2 separate regions of the Mus musculus genome follow, and region 2 is linked to region 1. A link is a contact called in public Hi-C data. All regions are on one chromosome and are shown on one strand. Each heading gives the region's core, a stretch centred on a gene start, on an enhancer-like site or on the middle of the called end of the contact. The rest is flanking DNA. Distances are from core to core; before and after follow the strand shown.

Region 1 (5,608 bases), core at 1,276-3,775:
CTGAATTTTATATTTAGATAGTGGACAGAGCTTTGCAACACGGGGCCTGGGAGGACATTGCAGAAAGGAATCCCACTCTTTGTTAACTACAAACTCTGCCCCTCTTCCCTGGACCAGAGAGGGCTGCGGCTGCTGCCAGGCAAGCCTAAAGGCATGAGGCTGTTCCTGAGCCGCTTCTTTGCGTAAATGATGGACCTGTTGAGAAGCTGCCTTCCGCCGACTCTGGTGCCCACACAATCGGAAGGGAGGTTGCCTAGCTCTCCCCACCGATGCTTCAGCAATCCTGGCAAGCCCATGCCGCCGGGCGACGCAAGCGGCCCCGGGAGCCTCTCTCTCTCTCTCTCTCTCTCTCTCTCTCTCTCTCTCTCTCTCTCTCTCTCTCCCTCTCTCTCTCCCTCTCCCTCTCTCTCTCTCCCTCTTTCTCTCCCTCTCTTTCTCCCTCTCTCTCTCCCTTTCCCTCTCCTCTCCTGCCCACGTATATCAACAAGCACACACATCTCCATCTCTACACTGCTAAGCCTACACTCGGATCGTGGGAAACAAAAACATTAAGCAATCACTAAGCAAGTGCCCGCAGAGCCAGGGCTGCGCGCATCTGCCGGGAGGGGGACGCGCGCCCAGAGGCGCTGGGGCCCAATTCCCGTGAGCCAGGATGAAGGGCAGGGTGCTTCCCAGTTGCTGCAGGGAAAGGGAAGCCGCAAAGGATCTGTAGTCTGGGCGCGCAGTATAGAAAAGGACTGCCACCCTGGGAAGCGCGCAAGGCCACCGCAGAACGTCTCTGCCCGGAGCCTAAATGCCCTCGGGGCGTGCGGGCTGCAGAGGCGGTGAAGGCAGCAGGGCTTCCTAGGAGAAGGAAAAAGGGAGGGATCGCGGCCGCCTCTGGCTTCCCTGTGGCCGAACCCACCTGTCTCTGCAAAGCTGATGATCTCGGAGACGCGCTCCTGGCCGTCGGCGCCCGGGCTGGCGTGGCCGTCGAGGTGCGGGATCTCCACGCGGCCGTCCTCGCGCACCTTGCCGGCGTGCAGCTTGCGCAGGGCCGTGACCATGGCGGCCTTGGGGACAGCGTGCGTGATGTTGGGCCGGCCCCGCAACTGCAGGCGGCTCAAGATGTGTCTCTTCACCGCCTCCAGGAAGTCACCGTCCACCCGGCCCAGCTCCTCCGGCCGCCGGAAGCCGCCGCCGCCGCCACCGCACGACGTACAGGTGTCCTGCGAGCCACCCGGAGCTCCGGGTGGCGGGGGCGGGGGCGGCGCAGCGGGCGACGGCGGGGGTGTGGGAGAGCCCCAGGCCTCGGGTCCCAACCAGCCGGCCACCAGGAGCAGAAGGCAGGCGGCCCCCAACGCCCGACCGGGCAGCCCGTCCATGGTGCGCCGCTGGCGACGAGGGCGCCCGCCGCGAGGCGAGGCGAAGCGAGCTCAGGGCCGGGCTCCGGGCTCTGGGCGCACCGCCCCGCCCCGCCCCCGCCCGGGCCTCCGCCCGCCCGCCTGCCGGGAGCGCCGCCGCCGGCTCGCAGGGGGAGGGGGCCGGCCGGGCCGCGGGGGTTCCCGCGCGGCCGAGAAGGGGCGCCGCGGGGACCAGAAGGGAACGCGGGCTGGCGGTGAGGGGGTGGGGGGGACCGCCGGGTCAGTGGCGCGCTGACGACTCGGGGCGCCTAGGCATCTGCAGCCTGCCCATCCTCTCCGCGTCGAGGGCCACCGCAGCCCCCTGATCGGGGTGAAGCGAAAGCGAGGAGCGGCAGCAGCGGTGCTGGCACGGTGGCTTGGCTCGGCCGGGCTGGAAAGGTGGAGGGAAGAGGCGGCAGCGGGCGCAAGTCGCTCTGGAGACTGAAGCGAAGGTGCCGGAGACCCCGGGCGCGGCGCTGCGGAGGGCGCTGCGGCTGGGGCCCCGCGACCGCACCTGAGCGCCTCGCCCTGTCGCTGCTCGCAGCGAGGACACGGCCGCCCGAGGCAGCGGCGGTGATGGGCAGGTCCTTCTCCCCTGCTCCGGGCCGGCGGGAGGAGAGAGAGCTGTGCGGGGGAGCGCCGCTGCGCGGGCCCTTCTTACAGGAGGTGCCGAGCCCTCCTGGGCGGCGGGCCCTGCAGTCCTCCCAGCGCGTCACCCGGCAAAGTTGTCTCCAGGCTCCCCCGGGCGCCGCATCCACGGGCGGGCGAGCCGCGGCGCGCTTCTCCTGGGCCTCTGCTCCTCCCTGCTTCCCTGTGCCTGGCCGCCTGAGCGGGCCGGCCGGGGCGGCGGAGGAGGGAAAGGCGGTGGCAGGGCCCTTCTCGCCGCTGTCTCTTCTGCCTGCCGCGGCAGTGGCGGCCAAAAGTCTCTCTGTGTCCCCAGAATCGAGTGCCCTGGCTCGCGCTCCCACTGGCACACGCTGCAGGGCCGGGGAGAGAGCGAGTCGGCGGTGGCGGTGGCAGCAGCGTCCCCGCGCCCAGCCGTGGCTCGGAGTGCAGAGCGCGCCCGAGGAGTTCTTCGCTTTGCCTTCTCTTCCTTTCCACTCCCTGTTCTTTTTTTCCCGAGGGGTAAAAAAGCCGCACAATCTCCGTATGTGCGCGCGCGTTGAGATAGACGTTGGCAGGAAAAAAAGGGGGGAGGGGGAGTGTCGTCCGGGCAGTGCGGGAGGAGACGGTCCGCGCCTCCCTACTCGGGCGTCCCGGGGGCGGAGGGGGAGGCGGATTCTGCAGGTCGCTGCTGCCTGATCCTCCTCCCACCCCCTCTTCCCTCCGCTCTTTCCCTTTCTGCCTTGGCGAGGAGGGGCAAGAAGGTTCTCTCCACCCTGCGCCCCCCCCCCCGCGATGCCAGGCCACTTTTGCTACCTCGAAACTTTCCCACCACGTGAGTGCTCCAGACCCTCGCCCCATGGGGCGATGGATAAATGGCACCGACACGCTCCTGGTGTAGGATCCGGGTGCTTCTGGACACCCCTTACTCAGGGCCACGAAAGCCGCCCCCCGCCCCCGTCCCAAATTGTCGCCTTTCACAACCGGGACGGGCGACCCTCTCTCGCCGCAGCTGCCCCTAGAGCCTTCAAGGGACGATCTTTCGCTATCCAATCTGCTAGGTGGGGGTGGGGAGTAAGTTCGAATGCAGCAGAGAAGAGGTGCGGCTGGATGCCACCCTCGGGCTACAGCGCCCTCTTCTAGCGTCCGAGGCCGCTGTCCCAATGGGCGATGGGTTAACCCCCTGGGCTAGAAGAGTAAGGGAAGCGGAGGCTGCTGGAGGCTTGGCCAGCTCTGCTGTAGTTGGCCCGAGGGTCTACCTGCATTGTTTGGGAACCCATCTTTGAGGACCCAAGGTCTCTGGAGGCTCAGGGCTTGCCAGACTGTTGGGGTCTCCACTGTCCCATTCGTGTCTTGTCACACTTGGCCTCAGACAAACCCAGATTCTAATGAAGGGCTCAGGTACTACCGGATTTGAATCCAGTCCAACCTCACCTTGCCCTGCCTCTTTCTCTCTCTCTCTCTCTCTCTCTCTCTCTCTCTCTCTCTCTCTCTCTCTCTCTCTCTCTCTCTCTCTCTCTCTCTCGGCTGTAAAGGGGCACTGTGATACCTGCACCACACTGGTGCTTTGGGAGGTCCAAACAGACTAAACCAACCTCGCAGAAGCGGATATAAAGATGGTTCTGGGACGCTCTTCTGGCTGCCAGTAATGGGTGGGAGTCTGACTCCCAGTACTGACTAGAGAACTGCAAATGTACCCTCTTCTTTCTGTCTCTTTTCCCGACCCTACCTGGGTCTGGGACGACAATGCCCACGGGGCACAGTTCCCAGAGACCAGAACACATTGCCTGCAAACAGCCCCCCCCCCCCCTTCCCAGGACGCTTACCCACAATAGGCTCACCTAACGACAGGCAAGACTGAGAGGTAGACGCATGGATGGTTCTCTTTGGAATCGGGACAACCCTCCCTAAAGACACCTCAGACTTGGGGAGGGGGGTCGTTCCACCAACATCCATTGCTTCCCAACTTCCCAAGACAACCCTACCCTGTGGACCTTAGCCAGAACAGCAGTTCCGCGGAAGCACGAAAGTCTGGGAGCAGAGCGCCCCCTCTCTCCCTGTAGGAGGAACAGACCAGAAGTCTGCGGGGCAAAACTAGGGCGGGTCTGACTTAACCAACTCTGAGTCTGAAGCAAGAGCCCCTCTCCTTCCCGCCCCCGCAGAATCCAGACGATAATAGCCCTTCTGCCCTTAGGAGACCCATTCTTTGCTGTTCCTGTCCTGTGTCCTTTCCCCCGCCCTTTCAGGGTCCAGTGAGCCCTTGGGCAACTAGGAGATGCTCCTGGCAGCCTGTGACAGCCCAACCTGAATATGGTCCTGAGCCTACCTGCCCCACCTCAGACTTTTGTGTATACACTCCAGGCACAATACACAATCTGACCCTCTGGCTCTTTCTGTAAGCAGATCCACCCACTATTTGGCTATTTCATCCTTGGTCTTTAAGATTTAGCCCAGTCTTTCCTCCTGGGTGAAGCCCTCACTGGCCCTCTGTGCCCCAGGGAAGTGATTTATCTAATTAGGTAGGTGCCCAGTGCCTGGCTGGCTGCCTCATTGCCTGACTTAGCTCCAGCACAGGGGCTAGGTCTCACGGGCTCTGTCTAGTGCCAGACCTGACAGATGACCAGGGAGGGCTTAGGAAGGAACGACTGATGAATGAAGGAGAGAAGTCATTAAGCCAATGAAAGGTTTAATGACCCCTTCCCCTCCCCCCAGCTCCAGCCTGACCTATGCAGATAGTCTTTCTCACCAGCCTCGACTGGGCTGGACAGAGCTATAGAAAAAAAAAAGGGACAGTAGCTGTTTGCCTTCGGGAACTTGAAGCAAATCTGCCTGTTGACCTGGCACCAAAGAGGCAAAAGCCACCCTGTCCTTGCTGGTGGGAGGAGGGTCCACACTTCCAGCCCTGCTGCTAGTCAACTGCCGGGAGGGAACTGGGTCAAGGGTAGTCAGAAACCATCTGCTGGAGAAGCTGGGATTATCCTGCCCTCTGCTGATCCCCCAGCCCACAGGAGCTGAGGGTGTAAATTGAGTTCTTCCAGATCATCTTGTGTTGCGGGGGAGTGAGGGACACATGTCCCCTCTAAAGGGGAAGAGCTGAGTTCCTGTTGCTTTGAAACCTCATTTAGCTCTTGCCTTAGATTCTGCTGGTGACCTCAGCCTTTGGTCTTGGCTGGGGACATGACTGTGCCTGTCAGTTTTGAATACAATCATGCCCATCAGTGAGAGGGCTACACAACCAGGCCACCCCCACGTAAGGTTCTGGCTTGACACTATCAAGGAACTCAGACAAACCCAATGGCAGAAACAAGGGGGAAAGAAAACATGGCGACACAGTGGCTGTGGACACACTGAAGATAGAGAGAGGGTGCTCATCTAAGGGCACAAAACATTTCCTCTCATGCCATTCTGTGTGTGTGTGTGTGTGTGTGTGTGTGTGTGTGTGTGTGTACATGTGTGTGTGTGTGTGTGCACATGTGTTTCATAACCCATGATAAGTGTCAATTTAGGACCGACAAAGCCTAAGAAACAAGGCAGATCATATAAAACAAGCATTCTCCCCCCAGGGACAGTTCAGCTGGTAAAGTGCTGTGGTACAAGCATGGGCACTTGAGTTTGACCTCCAG
Region 2 (5,608 bases), core at 815-3,314, 35 kb after region 1:
TATCACATTGCCTAGGCTGGCCTTGAATTCAATATATAACTGAAAATGACCTATATACTCTACCTCAGCCTCCCAAATCCTAGGCCACAGCTATGCTCCCCCACAACCTGACTCCTGCCAGATTTTAAGATCCATCTTAATCGAGGACGATGGACATGCCCGGCTAGGTAGGCATGGTTCAAGAAGTTTCTTAAAGGCAAGTCCTGAATGAATATGGAGAGAGTAGCTAATTAGAGTGGGGATGGTAAGACAGATTTACAGTGCATGTGTGTGTGCACACATGTGTGTGCATGCATGCATGTGTATGTGTGTACATGTACCATAAAATGTGTATGGAAACCAGAGGAAAACCTTGAGTGTCCTTCCCTCCTGGTACTTTGTTTGAGACAGGATTTTTTTCTTTTTGTTTTCAGGGTTTTTGTTTGTTTGTGTGTGTGTGTGTGTGTGTGTGTGTGTGTGTGTGTGTGTGTGTGTGTGTGTGTTTGTTTTGTTTTGTTTTCTGAGACAGGGTGTCTTTAGCAGACCAGGCTAGTCTCAAGCTCACAGAGATCCACTTGCCTCTGCCTCCTGAGTGCTGGGATTAAAGGCACCACCATGCCTAGCTCAAGACAAGATTTCTTTTTGTTCTCTGCTGCCCACACCAAGTTAGCTGGCCCAGTTGCCAGAGAGTCTTTTCTTCGTGTTTGCTTGTGCTAAGGGCATTTTAACCAGCTCCCTACCTGCATCTCTCTCTCTCTCTCTCTCTCTCTCTCTCTCTCTCTCTCTCTCTCTCTCTCGATATGAGATCTCTCACTGTCCTGGCTTAGCTAGACTAGCTTGCCAGCCTAGTGGCCCCTGGCTTGTGCACGTGCTCCCTGAGCCCTCGGTCGTCCTGGCCTGGTTGAGTGGAAGTCGGTGACTTATAGCTGCAGCCATGGAAATAGAACACCCTTGAGAGATGGCAAGAAAGGCACCTGTCAGTGACTAGCAGCCAGGGGCCAGGCCAAGGGAAGAATGTGGCCTCTATGACATCTCTTCTGGAGGGGAGGACACTCTCAGTCTAACCCATGACACCCTCAGTCTAACACATGGGAGTCCATTGCAGAAGGGCAGAGGAGGGAATGGATGGTGTTTCACTAGCTTGTGTGTGTGTGTGTGCGTGTGTGTGTGCCTGAATTTGATCTCCAAGACCCACACGGTAGAAGAGAACTAACTCCTGAAAGTTGTCCTTTGACCTTCACATGGGTTCTGTGATATGTGTCCACGTGTTCACACAAACACACAAATAAAATGCAATTAAAGTGAAAAAAAGGAAGGAAGGAAGGAAGGAAGGAAGGAAGGAAGGAAGGAAGGAAGGAAGGAAGGAAGGAGAGCCATGAGGTACAGCAGCAAGGTCTATTAAGGTAGGAGAAGTCACTACGGGAGCACAGAGTGAAAACTGTCCAAGGCAGGGGTGGAAAAGCCTGGGGCTAGGAAAGCGCAGCACTAACTTCAGCCTTTGAGGACAGAGAAATGGGAAAACACTGCCGTAGGTCACGAGCCTCCTCCACGGAGGCCACAGGTATTCTTCAGGACTGGGAGCTGGCAGGAAGCCCCAGCCTCTCTCATTAGGTTAGCCGCACCAGCTCTCAGGGTTTTATTACCTCTGCGCTGCCTCGCTGCCTCGGAAGAGCTCAGCCCCATCTGGCTGTGGCTGTTAAAAATGTGCTTGGCTTTCTTCTTTAAAATAAAACCCCAATCAAGGGATAAAAGAAAGTGCTTTGGAGCTTGGCCAGGGAACCGCTGCTTACAGGTGGGGAAAGATGGAGGGCTGTGGGGGGAACTGGGGTGGGGTGGAGGGAGCGATCCGCTGACATAGCACCTGTGTTGGTGAACAGCAGAAGCTAGAAGCTAAGAGGTTTTTTTTTTTTTTTTTTTTTTTTGATGCTTAAACCCAAGAAGGATGGGTAATTTAGGGAGCACAGAACAAATGATCCAGGACAAGGGAGAAGAGGTGTGAACGCGGCAAGAAGCTCACAGCTACTTTTAGCTAGGTAACACGAAACCGCTATTAAAAGTCTGCTTTGAAACTGAAAGCAACATATGGTCACAATCCCATCACATGCGAGCCGCTTCCCCCTGCCAGCTATGCCCTGAACTATAGAAGGCGAGGCTGAGCCACGGGGCTTCAAGGTGAGCTTGTTTCCTAGGGCTACAGCCCCCATCCCTACCCCCACCACTGAGGGACAGTCACCAAGCTCTAACCCACACATAGGGCTTGGGCATTGCAAAAGAATAAGCCATGCTTGGGGCAAAATAGTTTGTCATGACCTGCCACCCACCCAAGTAGAATGTGCTCAAAGGGCCCATGGCACATGTGGTCACGGTCAGTGCTCAGCCCAACCTGCTTGCCTACGGGAGCACTGAGTCTACGGACTGGCTGGCCCTGGCCTCTGAAGTCAGCTTGTTTGGGCTAAGAGGGAGCAGTCCTTGAAGCAGAGGCTATCTCTGGTGATGGCAGCCAAAATGACAGAACCGCTACTACAGGGACTGATGCCCCCAAGGGAATGTGTCTTTAAGACCAAGGTCTGGGTGCTCCTTGGGGGGGGGGGTGAGAAGGGAGTACGTGACTAGGGTGGTTCTCCAAGGCCTTTCTCGTGTGTGTGTGTGTGTGTGTGTGTGTGTGTGTGTGTGTGTGTGTGAGAGAGAGAGAGAGAGAGAGAGAGAGAGAGAGAGAGAGAGCGCAGTTGCACGCTGGGTTGCAGCCCATTTGCGTTTCATGTGGAAAGGAGCTTGCTGAATTGCAGTGTGAGGAATTAGGGCTCCCCTGTTACTTTCCCAATCTTTCTCAGTAAACAAAACTCACTGTGGGAACAGTCTTCCTATGTTCTGCAATACAAATTGATTAATGCAATAAAAATGCGAGTGAAACCACCAGCCCTCACAGACAGTGGGCTTATGTTGTCTGCCCTGCTCTCTGCCACGGTGTTTTTCCTTAAGAGTTTGTGTATTGTTCATGCTTTGGCTTGGCACACACACAAAATCCAAAGCCCATAATAACGCAGGTCATTAAACCCAACAACTGTGTTTGGACCTTTTTCAAGGGAGTGATTCAGGCAGGCGTTCTGCTCCGAATCAGCTTCCAGGGAGTTACCAAAGCTACCCTCACTTAGGCAGGGTCCCAGACCAGCCTCAAGAGCTTTCTCGGGAAAAATCGACCCTCCTGTAGCCACTAGGTGGAGCTAGGTGTTTGCGAATAGCGTTCAATGAGCCTGGTGTGACTAAAAAAATGACATCTTTTTTTTTTTTTTTTTTTTTTTTTTTTTTTGGTATAACATTCTGTCCAAATAAAAACGAATGGGGCACTGGGAACTGGGAATGTAGCTCAGTTGCTGGAGTGCTTGCCGAATGTGCATGAAGTCCTGAGTTCCATCCCAATACCACATAAGGCAGGCATGATAGCATCTCACACCTATGCACTCTATATATGCCTGTAACTCTAGTTCAGGAGGATCCGAGTTCAAAGTCATCCTCAGCTATATTATGAGTTTGAGGTCAGTCCAAATTAAATGAGATCTTATTTTTAAAACAAATAAGTGAGCTGGGACTGGCGTGGCAGTTCACACCCATCGTCCTAGCACGGAGGCCGGAGAACCGACTAGCCAGCCTGGGCTACAGAGTAAGTGCTGCACTAGCCTGGCTTAGCACGTATATAGAATTAGAATTAGAGGGGAGAGAGAGAGAGAGAGAGAGAGAGAGAGAGAGAACAAACCAGGGTCTCCTCATGTATCTCAGGCTAGCCTCAAACTGGCTATTCAGCTGAGAATGGTCATGACATTCCCCATTCCCAGTACTGAGATGGCTCACTTGACCCCTGTGCCGGGTCTGTATGATTCTAGGGATGGGGCCCAGAGCATTAGGCTTGCCAGGCAAGCACTTGACCCATTGCCCACTGAGAATATTAAAAAGTGTTTTGTTCTAGTATAGAAAAAGTAATATATAAGCTCAGAAAATATGGCATTAAAAAGGTATAGGTTCTGACCTGGAATTGTAACCCAGTGGCAGAGCGATTGAGTGGCATGCACAGCTTTTGTGTGGCAGGCACAGCCATGTGCCACCAACGAGCAAATAGGACCTCTTATAAGTACTTTGAGGCTCTGAATGGTGCAATCTAACCTAGAGTGTTTTGTGAATGCAGGTCTTCCTTCCTAAAAATAAAGCCAAGTAGCATTTTGAAAGCTAGCAATATCAGAAATACAGCCCTGACTGAATAAGACGCTCAGGCTGCTGCTGACCAGGGCTTTGGGTGTGGGGCCCATGATTTCCTGGCACTAAATGGAAAAACTTATGGGGAGTTTTTGTTCGTTTGTTTGTTTGTTTGCTTTTGATAAAGGTTTTTATGTCATCCAGGCAGGCCTTGAACTCACTAAGTAGCTGAGGCTCATCTTGAACTTCTCTGATGAGCTCAGAGCTGGGAATACAGACACACACAGGAGACACTAGATAGTGCATCTGGGCCTCCCACATGCAGAACTAGTATTCTGCACCACAGCCCTAGAGTTCAGTTGAAATTGTAGTACTAGGACAAAAATATTATCCACATGGGAAAGTCGGCAAAGATTCCACACCAAGTATAGAGTCGGGGGTTCACAGACTCAAATTTAGTTAAAGAACCATTGCTGCTATTCAGCCAGGCTTAAGACTTAGTGTGTTGGAATCTCTCCCTACAAAATAGGTCTCCTTCCTTCCTTCCTCCCTTCCTTCCTTCCTTCCTTCCTTCCTCCCTCCCTCCTTTCCTCCCTCCCTCCTTTCCTCCCTCCTTCCCTCCCTCCCTGCCTTCCTGCCTTCCTGCCTTCCTGCCTTCCTGCCTTCCTGCCTTCCTGCCTTCTTCCCTCCCTCCCTCCCCCCCTCTCTCTCTCTTCTCCCTCCTTCCCTTCCTTCTCTCTGATCCTCATTCCCTGTATTCTAGGCTGGCCTCACATTGACTTCCTGCCTCTACCTCATCATCTGTGCTTGGATTGCAGGCATGAATTACCATGCCAGTTTATGCCGAGCGGGGATGCTGGGAATGGAGCCCATGTGAGGGGAATACCCTACTAACAGGGCTTTGTTCCAGCCTATGTAGAACAGGCTTCTGAAAAGCCACTCAGAAATAGAAGCTTACAAAACAAGTACAATTGAAGTCCCAGAGAAGACATGATGCTTAAATTGGGGGGGGGGGGGATATGGATGGCTGACAACCAGGGTTCAATTCCCATGGCCAACATGGCAGAAGGAGAGAGCCAACTCCCATTAGTTGTCTTCTGACCTCCACATGTGGGCCAACACAGGCAGATGCCCACCCACACAAGAAATAATTAAAATGTGAAAAAATAAAAACAGTTGAAGTGTGTTGGGCAGTGGCGGCACATGACTTTAGTCCCAACTCTTGGGAGGCAGAAGTAGGTGGATCTCTGAGTTTGAGGCCAGACAAGGCTACAAAGAGAAACCTTGACTCGGCGGGGGGTGGGGGTGGGGGGTGGCGGGGGTGGGGGGCTGTGTCCTGTTTGATAAGCACCATGTAAGAGTTCGTGTATACCACAAGCGTCCTCTCTAGACAGAGGTTTCAGATGACCCATCATCATCACTTTCTCCACCTGTCCTCTGCTTA

Evidence for each region. A called contact is a pair of places that touch in the nucleus more often than the background predicts.
Region 2: a contact with region 1 is called in a Hi-C map of muscle stem cells, with 3 times the contacts expected there. The contact joins the enhancer-like site here to the promoter of Inhbb in region 1. A contact is called at or near these places in 1 of 39 promoter capture datasets (trophoblast stem cells), 11 of 484 Hi-C or Micro-C datasets (the AML12 cell line, cerebral cortex, embryonic fibroblasts and 5 more), 4 of 115 datasets of contacts at active chromatin or transcription factors (embryonic stem cells and pancreatic cancer cells) and 3 of 9 other capture datasets (adipose tissue, embryonic stem cells and pancreatic islet).

What each region holds. Positions count from the first base shown.
Region 1 is chr1:119,419,723-119,425,330 of GRCm38.p6, forward strand. It overlaps Inhbb (inhibin beta-B), which reads right to left and starts at 2,526. Exons shown (of 2, transcript NM_008381.4): 1 at 905-2,526. The coding sequence starts at 1,364.
Region 2 is chr1:119,455,242-119,460,849 of GRCm38.p6, forward strand. No RefSeq gene overlaps it. Among named protein-coding and RNA genes, the nearest start is that of Gm46145, 4.2 kb to the left of the region's middle. Within about 2 kb of position 2,065, at least 59 of the 459 cell types and tissues checked have an H3K27ac peak or open chromatin away from gene starts, as enhancers often do. A contact at or near this core is called in adipose tissue, muscle stem cells and uterus, where this site is marked.